Regions from separate parts of the Arachis hypogaea genome. Here region 2 is linked to region 1. The links are chromatin contacts, called in public Hi-C maps. All regions are on one chromosome and are shown on one strand. Each heading gives the region's core, a stretch centred on a gene start, on an enhancer-like site or on the middle of the called end of the contact. The rest is flanking DNA. Distances are from core to core; before and after follow the strand shown.

What was found. Hi-C and Micro-C count contacts between places; a contact is called where the count stands out from the background.
Region 2: a contact with region 1 is called in a Hi-C map of leaf, with 2.5 times the contacts expected there. The contact joins the promoter of LOC112776176 here to the enhancer-like site in region 1. A contact is called at or near these places in 2 of 8 Hi-C or Micro-C datasets (both in leaf).

What each region holds. Positions count from the first base shown.
Region 1 is chr19:18,981,013-18,986,846 of arahy.Tifrunner.gnm2.J5K5, reverse strand. No RefSeq gene overlaps it. Among protein-coding and RNA genes, the nearest start is that of LOC112776097, 13 kb to the right of the region's middle. Within about 2 kb of position 3,451, at least 2 of the 3 cell types and tissues checked have open chromatin away from gene starts, as enhancers often do.
Region 2 is chr19:19,049,777-19,055,370 of arahy.Tifrunner.gnm2.J5K5, reverse strand. It overlaps LOC112776176, which reads right to left and starts at 2,470. Exons shown (of 23, transcript XM_029295606.2): 1 at 2,002-2,470; 2 at 1,819-1,898; 3 at 1,591-1,677; 4 at 1,424-1,474; 5 at 1,213-1,330; 6 at 1,041-1,097; 7 at 442-506; 8 at 267-350. The coding sequence starts at 2,119.

The DNA of each region.
Region 1 (5,834 bases), core at 2,202-4,701:
AGGCATTGTCAAAGTAAAAAAAAAATAGAAAAAGACCTTATAACGGCACTCAATCCTAGAAAAGAGCACAATAGCTCAAAACCTCAGATGATAGCCTAAGAATTTGGATGTAGCTATGAAGGAGCACATCCAGTATAACTCAAGATATCTTGTTGAAAATCAGAAAACGGAAGGTGGAGCCCGAGACATATGAATATCATCTCGTACATCCATAGCCAATCAGGACGGGAGCCCACATGATGGTTATAATGGCAAAGGCAGTCATTCCAATGGGGGAACAGTAAGTACATATAGGTTCCCCAGATCGGAATTGAAGATAACCTCGGCTTCTCGTAAAGCCTCTAGCTCGTCCTGGGTAATGGTGGAAGGAGTGGATTTCACTTCTTCAGAAACCCAAGAATAAGGATCAGCTTGCCGAACTGGAATAGGATGTGGAGCTGGCCCAAAAGATAACGTCCCAACTCGCTCACGAGAAACTATCACCTTTTTCCTTAACATGTCAATATACCTACAAGGGCACCACTACTATGTCACAGAAGGGAAATTTCTCTTTTCCTAAAGGAAAAAAATTCTTTATTCCTAGCATAAAACATCTACAAGTTTCAGAAAGAATGGGAAAAAACCTTATAAATTGTTTATGCCCTAATTAAGGGAAAAAGGCTAAACAGTGGCACCCTCACTAAAGCGATTCAACTACTCAATCATTCAAAAAAATGTCGAGCATATGGAGTGTCACATTTCAAATACACACACAGGCAGGAGCAGTAAAATCTTCATTTCTGCAAAACCCAAGACAACATAGCGAAAATAAGGAAGAGAGAAATATTAGAATTCTTTACCTGAATGAAAGGTAGTAATCGCGAGAGAGAAGGGGTGGAGAGAAAAGTCAAACACTCAGAAGACTCAAGAGAAGTGAAGAAAAAGTGGTCTTTGCTCCTCGAAGATAGAGGAAATTTTTCAGAGGAAGGTTGGAAATGGAAAGTGAAATAAAGTGGAGTTCCTTTTAGAAAAAAATAAATGTGACATTGATTGATGAGGAAAGTAGACGACGGTTTAGAAACCAAGAAGAGTTAAAATCGCTCAGGGAAAACCGAAAGGGTTTTCAAAGAATTTGTTGGCGCTACAAAGTCCAGAAAGAAAAAAAAAAGAAAAAGAAAACTTAAGTGGGCCTAGTCCATTAAAATTTGGGTACACTCGACAAGTTGCAAGTCAAGAGACCCAAGTTTGTGCATTGTTCTATACATGAATAAGCATCAAGAATCCGATTACACGGATTCATACGTTATCGATATCACACAAAGAATATGGATAACGTACCAATAGAATATTAAACTGGAAAAATGGGATGAAACATATATTCAAAGCAATAACTGCTTAACGAATACTAAAGAGAGATATAAAATGGGGGATCCAAAAGCAGGAAAGACACACATTTTTATCCCTACTAAGCGCACTATTGACTTAAGTTTTGGAATGCTTTTGCATGTTGCCCTCCAGGCCTAGTGTGAAAACGATCCATCTCGGGATCTCGGTAACTCATAAACTCGTATCAACCTCTAGGTACGAACAAAGACCTTATTGGTTTTATACATGTAGAATAGATGTAGCAGACGAAGATGAAGACAACTATTTCAAGAAGGAGGAATCTTGTAGAGGAGGCTCCATCAATAGGAACCTATTATCATAGTTGTAAGAATCGACTAGACCGGCCTTTTCGACCAAAAAATCGGTAAACTGGTCACCTGACCGGTCCGGTGGAGCAATTTGACTGAATAAGGAACAGAACCAGAAAGAATCGGGTTGAATTGTCTAGTTTTGATGAAAACCGAAGAACCGGCGATTTTGTGTAACCCAGCTAGTTCGAAACTCTTTTTTTTTTTCTTAAAACGGCATCGTTTTGGGTCATTTTTTTAAAAAAATAAAAAATAAAAACACTCGAATACCCCATTCCCCCTAACCCTAATCCCCTAAACGGAACCCATTTCCCAATAACCCTCTCAGGCTCTAGCCCTCCTTGAAGTCTCTTCCTCACCTCATCGCACCATAGTCTCTTTCAACCTCATCGCAGCCGTCTCGTCTTCTTCATCTCCCTGGACACGGTGCGTCTTTGACGACGTCCCAAGCACCGTCGCGTTTTGGCTCGCAAGTCATCTTCTTCGCCGCGACTCCTTGCTTCGCGTCGTCGTCGTCGTCGTGTCCTCTCCGTTTTATGCGTCCTCTCTCGAACATGTTGGTGGTCTGCTCATTCCTTACTTCTCTGCGTTTTGCATTATCCTATGAAGCACGGACACTTCGCTGAGTTATCGTGTCCGCGTGTCGGACACATTTCGGACACGACACTCACCGACACTCGTCCGACACGCGTGTCTGCTGTGTCCAACCGTGTCTTAATAAAAAATAAAAAATTCTTCTCCAGACACGTCTGGACACACCTAAATACCATCACGTGTCCGCATGTCCAGTCTTATTCTTAACATATATTCCTAAAATAAATTTAGATATAGTATATATTATTATTTATTAAAACAAAAAATATTTTAAATACTTGATATAATTAAAATAAGATATTAAAAATAATTAAAATTTTTAATTTATATTTTAATATCAATAAAATATCAAAATATCATTACAATTTATCTAAAAAATACTTTATATTTTATATATATGCGTGTCTCCGTGTCATGTAAGATTTTAAAATTCGCGTGTCGGCGTGTCCCGTGTCGTGTCGTGTCCCGTGTCATAGGCATTATCTCTGTTTTTTTTTAGTTATTCTATTTATGTTATGTTGTTAATTATAACTGATTGAATTTGTTGATTTTTTATTATGAATTTGTTAATTTTTTATTATAAATTTTTTGAAAATGTTGAATTTTTTATTATGAATTTGTTTAGGTTAATGGCAGATTGATATTTTTTTTTTCTGATTATTAGTGCTTATAGTTATTTTTGTTGATGTTGCTATGAATTTAAGGTTGCTGAATAGGAAATAAGAAATAGGTAATTAATTTTTTACAATTTTATACTTTTTATTTATGTGAAACCAATTTTATTGGTTCAACCAGTGATTTATCGATTAAACCAATAAACCAATAACTTGACCAATTTAATCATTGATTCGCTTCTTACAACTATGCCTATTATTAAGTATTATTCTCACTAATATATTGTATATTAAAATTAATTACCAACACAACAATTTCTCATCACGTGCATAAACATTATAAAATAGCATATTCCTTGTAGCAACACTTCAAAATACGTAAAAGATATCTCCTCCTAAAACACTTGTTTTAAACACTGGCTGCCATTCTTGACAAAAAAAAAAAAAAAACACTGGCTGCCATTGGCTGTCACCGTAAAGCTATACTTATAGAAGTTAATAGGCATTCTATACAGGAGAACTCGCCAAATACTAATACATAGTATGTAGGATGATTTTATTGTTAATCTTAAACCCAATTTGATCGGTTTTGACAACAATGTGACCTCCATGGCTCCATTAAGAAAGGGATAAGTGCGACACTTACAACATCCAAAAAAAAAATGAGCAATTTTGGGCTCATACTAGCCCTAAAAATAACAAACAAAAATACAAAAATAGGTAAAACACTTCAAGTATGGGCTTAAGAAGAAATCCAAATAAAGAATACACCATCTTCTTCCTCCCTCGTCTTCTTCAACTTGAGGCTTTTTTTCTTTAACTTTTAAGTAGTCTTAGCGCCAAAATTCGCTCTTATCTATTCCATCGCTGTTCTTATTAAAAAATGACAAATAAAATACGGTTCAAGACCTAATACATCCAAATAAAATTAAAAAAAAATAATAAATTATTAAAATTTATTTTTTGACCATAAATTAATCATTAATATTTTTAAATATAGACTAAAAATATATTCTTGAGCTACTAAACTAAAAAAACTGAATTGATGATTAAAAATAATGGTTAAAAATAATAAATTTTGATAGTTTTTGAATATTTTCATAAAATAAAATAACATGTACATGAACTAATCCAATGCTTGAAACATGACTACAAAGGAACCACTCCATTGATTTTGATTACTCCTTCTCCTTGTGGCCACACTAATACAACTTGAAAACTCTTGGAAGATAAACAGGCAAAAGAAATCCAAACAAATTGAAACACAATGTCATGTTATGGAGCCCTACCAATATTTAGAATACTTGTTGTTCGGTAGGTCGGATATCGGACGGGTCGGGTGAGTATCTCGATCAATAGGGGAGAAATCGACTGGACGTACGTCTCCGGATTGGGGGGTAAGCGAGGTCCCAAGTTCTTCAGATGTGGAAGGGAGGTGTCACCTGCAAAGACACTCCGATGCTTAAGTCAGTGGGTTGTGCAGGCGAAAAGAGGCGTGATTGGTATGTGACGTACCTTGGGGGAAGGGTAGGTCCTTCCCCATATATACCGTATCAGAGGTAGGCCCTGCAGGGACAGGCCCACCTTCTTCAAGGCCTCCCTTGCACAGCTGTAGCAAAGCTGTCAGGGACGCGTGTCCGGGTTGGAACCTGAGCATCTCCCCCGACCCTGCTCAGGTCGGGCCGACTCGTAAACTGCTTGGGTCAGGCCGTAACACTTGTCAAATGATCCCAATATTATTTTATGATCCAAAAGGTTCTATTTAATATTTATAGGCAATTCTAGAAATTAAAATATCAATGAACTGGCACTGTGGCACAAACGTTTATTAAAGTCCTTGCTTTCTTTTGGGGTGAGTAACCCGTCGTAACTGCATCCAACTTCTCCTAACCACTTCCATAAATTACAGCTTGAGCTTGACAAAGTCCTTTTGTCAGAAACGCCTCTTGTGGAAGAGATTATTTTCACTAATATTATTTATTTTTGACATAACTCCTCTACATGTCTCCTAGATTGCGTGAACTTGGAGACTCTCTCATCATGCAACAGAAGAGGGTTGTTTATTGGATTGGGTTCTATGGGTTTGGCGATTTTCGTGGGTTAAAGATAATAGAAATAGGATGGGAACATGAACTTCCGGACTAGATAATTATTTATAGAGTCCACAAAAACCGTGAGAGTCATATCTACAAAGAAATTTCAATGGTCAAGTCAAAAAGAGTGCTAGAAATAGTTAGGGGATTGAGTTTAGATGTTACCAAAAGTGTGAAAGTGATGACGATGGAAAAGTTCTATGTGAGATAGAAATTAGGGATGGTGTATGTAGATACCAAGGTTCCGCAAAACCAAATTGATAAATGAATGTAAAATTAGAAGTTCAAAAATTTAATGGTTTAAGTGTGGTTTAATTGAAGAATTTAATTTTAATTTATTGTTAATCACATAACACTACGTCATCAAAAATAGTTAGTGATGGTAATCAGTGGCTAAGAGAAAGGGGGTTGAATCTTAGTCCCTCTTTTTTGCTGAATATTACTTTCTGCTTTTTAAGATAGTTTCAGGAGATATTTTTATTTTTTGTCTCATAACAAGTCAAGAGACATTTTCTTTTTGTCTCGTAACCGGTTAGTAAATATTTTTCAATTTTGTCTCCTACGCAATAGAATCAAAAATGGAGTAGATGAGAAAGAGAGAATCACTCCCAGAAGTATCCTGGTTCAGCTGTTAAGTGCAATGCAGCCTACATCCAGTCTCCATCACAATAGTGACGGAATTTCACTATAATCAACAGATTACATACACCAATTCTTCCCTATGAACTACCCATTCCTATCCGGGACAAGTCCAGAATCTACCCCCAAAACTGAACTTGACTTGGACCACTGCCAAGCTTTCAACTGTAAAGTACTAACTCAACTTGCAAGGGAACAAGTCCAAATTCTACCCCAACCTG
Region 2 (5,594 bases), core at 1,221-3,720, 70 kb before region 1:
GAATAAATCTGCTCCACAAAGGTTCAACATTAAACTATTAAGGTCAAACATAATTCAGTTAAGACGAAAAATACAGCAAAGAAAATATTTATCATTTATATTCAATGCTCAAAGTAGAATCTGAATTTTATAACAAATGTTTATACCAATAAAAGAGATCAGAAAGCATTTTTTATGTACGCTACCTATAAGACTCTAGCAAACAATTGTTATATAGAGTAAGACTTTTGAAATACAACCAGGTACCAAAATATGGAATGACATACCTCTGCAGAACGGCATGCTAAGAGATGAGGGGTCAGGCCTAATGCTCTAAGTTCCCTGACACTGTGTTGTGTAGGCTTTGTTTTCTGGAATTAGGATATTGTACACAATAAATGAGAAAGAAATCTGTTTTAAATAAAAGTATGCAACAGTAGTCCACAAATAACTAAGTATTACTTGCTCTCCCACTACACCCAAAACCGGTATCAGGCTAACATGGATGAGGCAGAAGTTGTCAGGCCCTGAGAAAGAATATTGAGAAAAATGCAAGAGATGTATTATATGACAAGATACATACACTTCATAGCCGCATAGAGAAAAAGTTTTTTTATAAAAAAAAAGAATCATATCAATTAATGACTTCACTGAACCACACAATAGCATTATGCATAATAAATTAATGATGCAGTGATGCAACACCATTATACGTGACTGGAACAATGATATAGCATGTAAATAAAAGAATCATGCAGCAAATTGCCCTGAAAAAGAAATGTCCACACACTGAAGTTATCAAATACGTTTTAAACCCCTGCCAAGCTTATATGAATTGCACAAGAGGTAACCATAGAAGTTTATATAACTAAGGAATCATTGAAAATGCTTTTTCTCACAATAGAAAATTGAAAATGCTTCTCACCATAGAATAATAAGCCAATGATAAAATTAAATTAATCAATAATTTCCACAAAACCAAAAAAAAGGCAGTGAATAGTATGAAAATATATCAAGTAACGTTATTCTAAAATCATAAACATGCTAATCTAGTGTCATACCCACTGAAAAAGACAACTGCCTTAGAGCCTCAATAAATGGCATAGATTCAATGTCCCCTGCATAAAGAAAAACAGACTCCTCCTTTATCAACTGTAGTGGATATTGCAGCATAAACAGAATCATATTTAATTTAAAGAAAAAAAAAAGGAGGTGGGGGAAGAAAAAACTTACCAACTGTACCACCCAGCTCAATCACACAAACATCTGCCGGCCCTTCCTGCCCATCGACCGGAATTGCGGCAACTGATTGAACCCAATCCTTAATGGCATCAGTGATATGTGGAACAACCTGTTTCAAAACGCCATGAAACTCAATAAGAGTCGACATGCAGCCCTGCAAGCAAAACAAACAAGTAACGACAAATATATAACTAAAAATCACCTGAACAGTTTTTCCAAGATAATCTCCTCTACGTTCCTTCTCAAGAACAGACTGATCAAAACAAAAAACCAAACACAAACAAAGCGTTAAACCACAAAAATAATTAAAAAAAAAAAAGAAGAAGAAGATAAAATCAATTTCCACAGAACAATTACTTTCACAAGCACCTGGTATATTTTCCCCGTGGTGATGTTGTTATCCTTCGTAAGCGTAACATCCAAGAAGCGCTCGTAATTTCCCAAATCCAAATCCACCTTTAATTAATTTTTTTTTTTCAATTTTCCAAGTCAAACCAAAAACGACTAAAATAAAGTAATTTTCCAACGGCACAGCAACTACAAGACATGCAAATTCAAATTCAAATTCAAATTAATAAAAGAAAGAAGAATAGAAACCTCTCCTCCGTCGTCGAGAACAAAAACCTCTCCATGCTCAAAGGGAGACATGGTGCCAGCGTCAATATTCAAGTACGGATCTGCATACAATAATAATAAAAATGAATAAATAAAAAACAGAATGTTTTTAAGTGGAAAGAAAAAGAAGCATTGATGAGAGAGAGAAAGAGAGAGAGGTGTAACCAATTTTGATGGAAGTTACGCGGAGGCCGCACGCTTTGAGAACCACTCCTATGCTGCTTGCTGTGACGCCTTTCCCAAGGCCACTAACGACTCCTCCACTGATCAAAACGTACTTCATTTTTTGTTTGTGTTTGTGAAATGGTTAGTTAGTTAGTTGGTTGGTTGTGTTATGTGAGTTGGTTAGATATGGGGTGGTAGAAGGGTGAGAGTGAGAGGCTCTCTTTGTTAAAGTGTAGGCGCAAAGCTATATGATGGAGGCCGAAGCTGAAGCTGAAGCTGAAGCTAAAAAGGTAGCAGTCACTTTCCGAATGCAATTTTAAAAAGAGAAAACCTAGATAGAGAAAAAAAAGGAAAAAGAAAAATGGTGTGTAAACCTCAGGCTCAGGTACTCGACTAACTTGATCAACAATTCGACAATTTTCCTGCTTACGCAAATCCCAAATTCGTCTTGAGCAAATTTAAAATCCCTAACTATGGATATTAGAGTATATACCTAAATAAATTCTTAAAAAATTTTGTATCCGAAGTTTTTGTCTATAAAAATTTTTTATTATATTCTTAAATTTTATAAAAATAAGACATATCTACTTATCAATCTACTTAATATATTAAAATTGGATTTTTCCCCAACTAATGAAAGCGACGTGTCGATCTCTCATGATTCCATTTTTCCTCCAAAATGAACTTTTCTATTCTCTATTCTAAATTATTTTATAAAAAATATATTTATTATAATTATATTATAATTAATATTTAATGAATAATACATAATTATACTAATTTAGGAACATATCTTTATTTTTAGAAAGTATTATTTTTATGTAATTAAAGCACTCTTCTCTCTTCTAAAATTATTTTTAGAAAAATATATTTATTATAATTATATTACAAATAGTATTTAATGAATAATACATGATTATACTAATTTAAAAAAATATCTTTATTTTTAGAAAGTACTATTCTCATGTAATGAAAGCATTATTCTCTCTTCTAAAATTATTTTTAGAAAAATATCTTTATTATAATTATATTATAATTAGCATTTAATAAATAATGCATGATTATACCAATTTAGAAAAATATCTTTATTATAATTATATAAAATAATCTACTTAATATACTAAAATTGGATTTTCCCCCAACTAATGAAAGTAATGTGTCAATTTCTCATGAATTTATTTTCTTTTCAAAATAAAGGTACTATTCTCTCTTCTAAATTTATTTTAAAAATATCTTTATTAGAATTATATTACAATTAGCATTTAATGAATAATGCATAATTATACTGATTTAAAAAATATCTTAATTATAATTATATAAAAAGTTAAACATAAATTTATAATTCTAATTACTATAAACATGATACTAACGTTCATAGTGGTAAATTGATATTGCAATAATTAATTTCTATAATTATTTTTGTATTACTAAAGGCTATATATAGTATTTCTTTGTGGTTAGTGAGTCTAAATCTAAAAATCAAAGCATTTTTTTTCTAATCTGTTGTTCTTTTTTGATTGGGCAATTGTTTCTAAGGAGTTTTGTAGGTCAAGTTCAAGTCACATCCCCTCTACATTTTCTACGTTTGTCCAAAAATATTCGAAGTGGAGCATATAATAAGATCGAATTTTCTCAATTTAGGTTCAATTTTGAAAAATTCCTGCCAACCTTGAAGATAGGGGTGAGCACGGGTAGCGGGTACCCGATTACCAGTCCGAACCCGAACCGAACCAATTAAATTGATTCTGAAACCAACGGATAATCGGGTCCAACCCGAACCAAACCGATAACTTTTGTTAGTGATTGGTTCGAATATCGGTTTTGGGGTGCGAAATCCGAACCAACCCACGAACCCGATCATATATTAATTAAATAAAAAAAATATATATGGTTTTTCCATTAGACAATGATTATTCATTATTAATATGTTTGAATTTTAATGAGTTTAGTTTTTAATGTATTTGGTGTTTAACATGTTTGGATTATTTCTATTGATGTTACATGTTTATTGTACTTGTTGAATTTTTAAGATAAAAATTTGGTTTTTTTTTTATAAATTTCAAAGTCATCGGGTACCCAATTACCCGAACCAAACCAATCCGTTCTTAATCGGTTTGGTTTGGTTCGGATACATGTATAAAAAATACAAATCCAAACCAAACCGAACCAATTATATTTTGATCAGTTCAGTTCTAATTTTACCATAAATCTAAACCAAACCGACCTGTGCTCACCCCTACTTGAAGATGCAATTCAAAGATTGGTACTATATTTAAATTTTTTTTCTCTTAAGCTTTTTGTATTAAAAATAATTTTATAATATATTGTATTTTTTTCAGAAATTACCGGTCTTTTAGTGCATTAATGCAATGCCATTGAAGAGAATAAAAGTCAATTTAATTTGACAATTTTAACAAGAAGATAATCTGAATTTGTACCGATTCTAAGTATTCGATCTTATGATGTTATTTCGGTTGGTTGTTACGAGAATGACTCTAATCTATACATATCTAAGGATTAGAATAGATTAAATATTATTTAAATAATTTAGTTCTAATATTAGTATATTAGTTGATTAAATTAGTTTTAGAGAAATTTAAATTATTGTCTCAATTTATGTATTATGACCATAGTTGTCAGAACCGAACCGGTGATCGAACCGGTCAGGTTACTGGGTCACTGGGTCATTGGTTCAACCGGTGGGTCACTGGTTGAACCGATAGAACCGGTCGTACGTAAATAAAAAATATAAAATAGAAAAAAATTGAATAAAGTGACAATTAGGTCTATCCTTAAAATTTTTTACTTCAAATTAATTAGCCCTTGAAAAAAAATAAAATATCAATTTAGTCCTTCAAGATAGTAAACGATGAACACATTACGTCCCTCCATTAATTTTTCATGTGAAATTTAGTGGTGATGCTTAGATGTCCCTACTAATTAGTCTTAAGTCGAAATCTTCGAAGACCTACTAACTCAATACTCTAAAAAATTTAAAATAAATATCTTTACTAATATTTTAATATGTAAATGTAAATATTAAAATATTTGATACTTATTTTAATAATTCTATAAATTCTAAAGAATTAAAAAAATGAGTATAAAACAAAAATTAAATTAAATAAATATAAAATAATTTAGTTGTGTATGTATATAATATATAGAATAATTAGCACATAAATTTCCAAATGAACACACTATACAAAACCCACTGCATGCATTTTTGAATATTTGAGCACCATAGGACCGGCCAGTTCACAAATTTTATCGAACCGGCCGGTTTCGTCCGGTTTGTGACGAACTGCCCGGGTTTAAGCGGTTTGCTTCCTTCTTCGGTCTAAAGTTAAAATCGAACCGGCTAGACCATCGGTTCACCGGTTTTTCGGCCGGTCCGGTCCGGTTCTTACAACTATGATTATGACTATTCTTTATGGATACGTTATTTTTAAACTTTTTAATATGATTTTTTTTTAAGTTTGTTTTCTTTTTTGATATATGTATCACTTTCTTTTTTTGTATTTCAGATTAATAATGCAATTATTAAGAGAAATGTAATTCATCAATAAATTAGAATGATTAAAAGTTTAATTAAG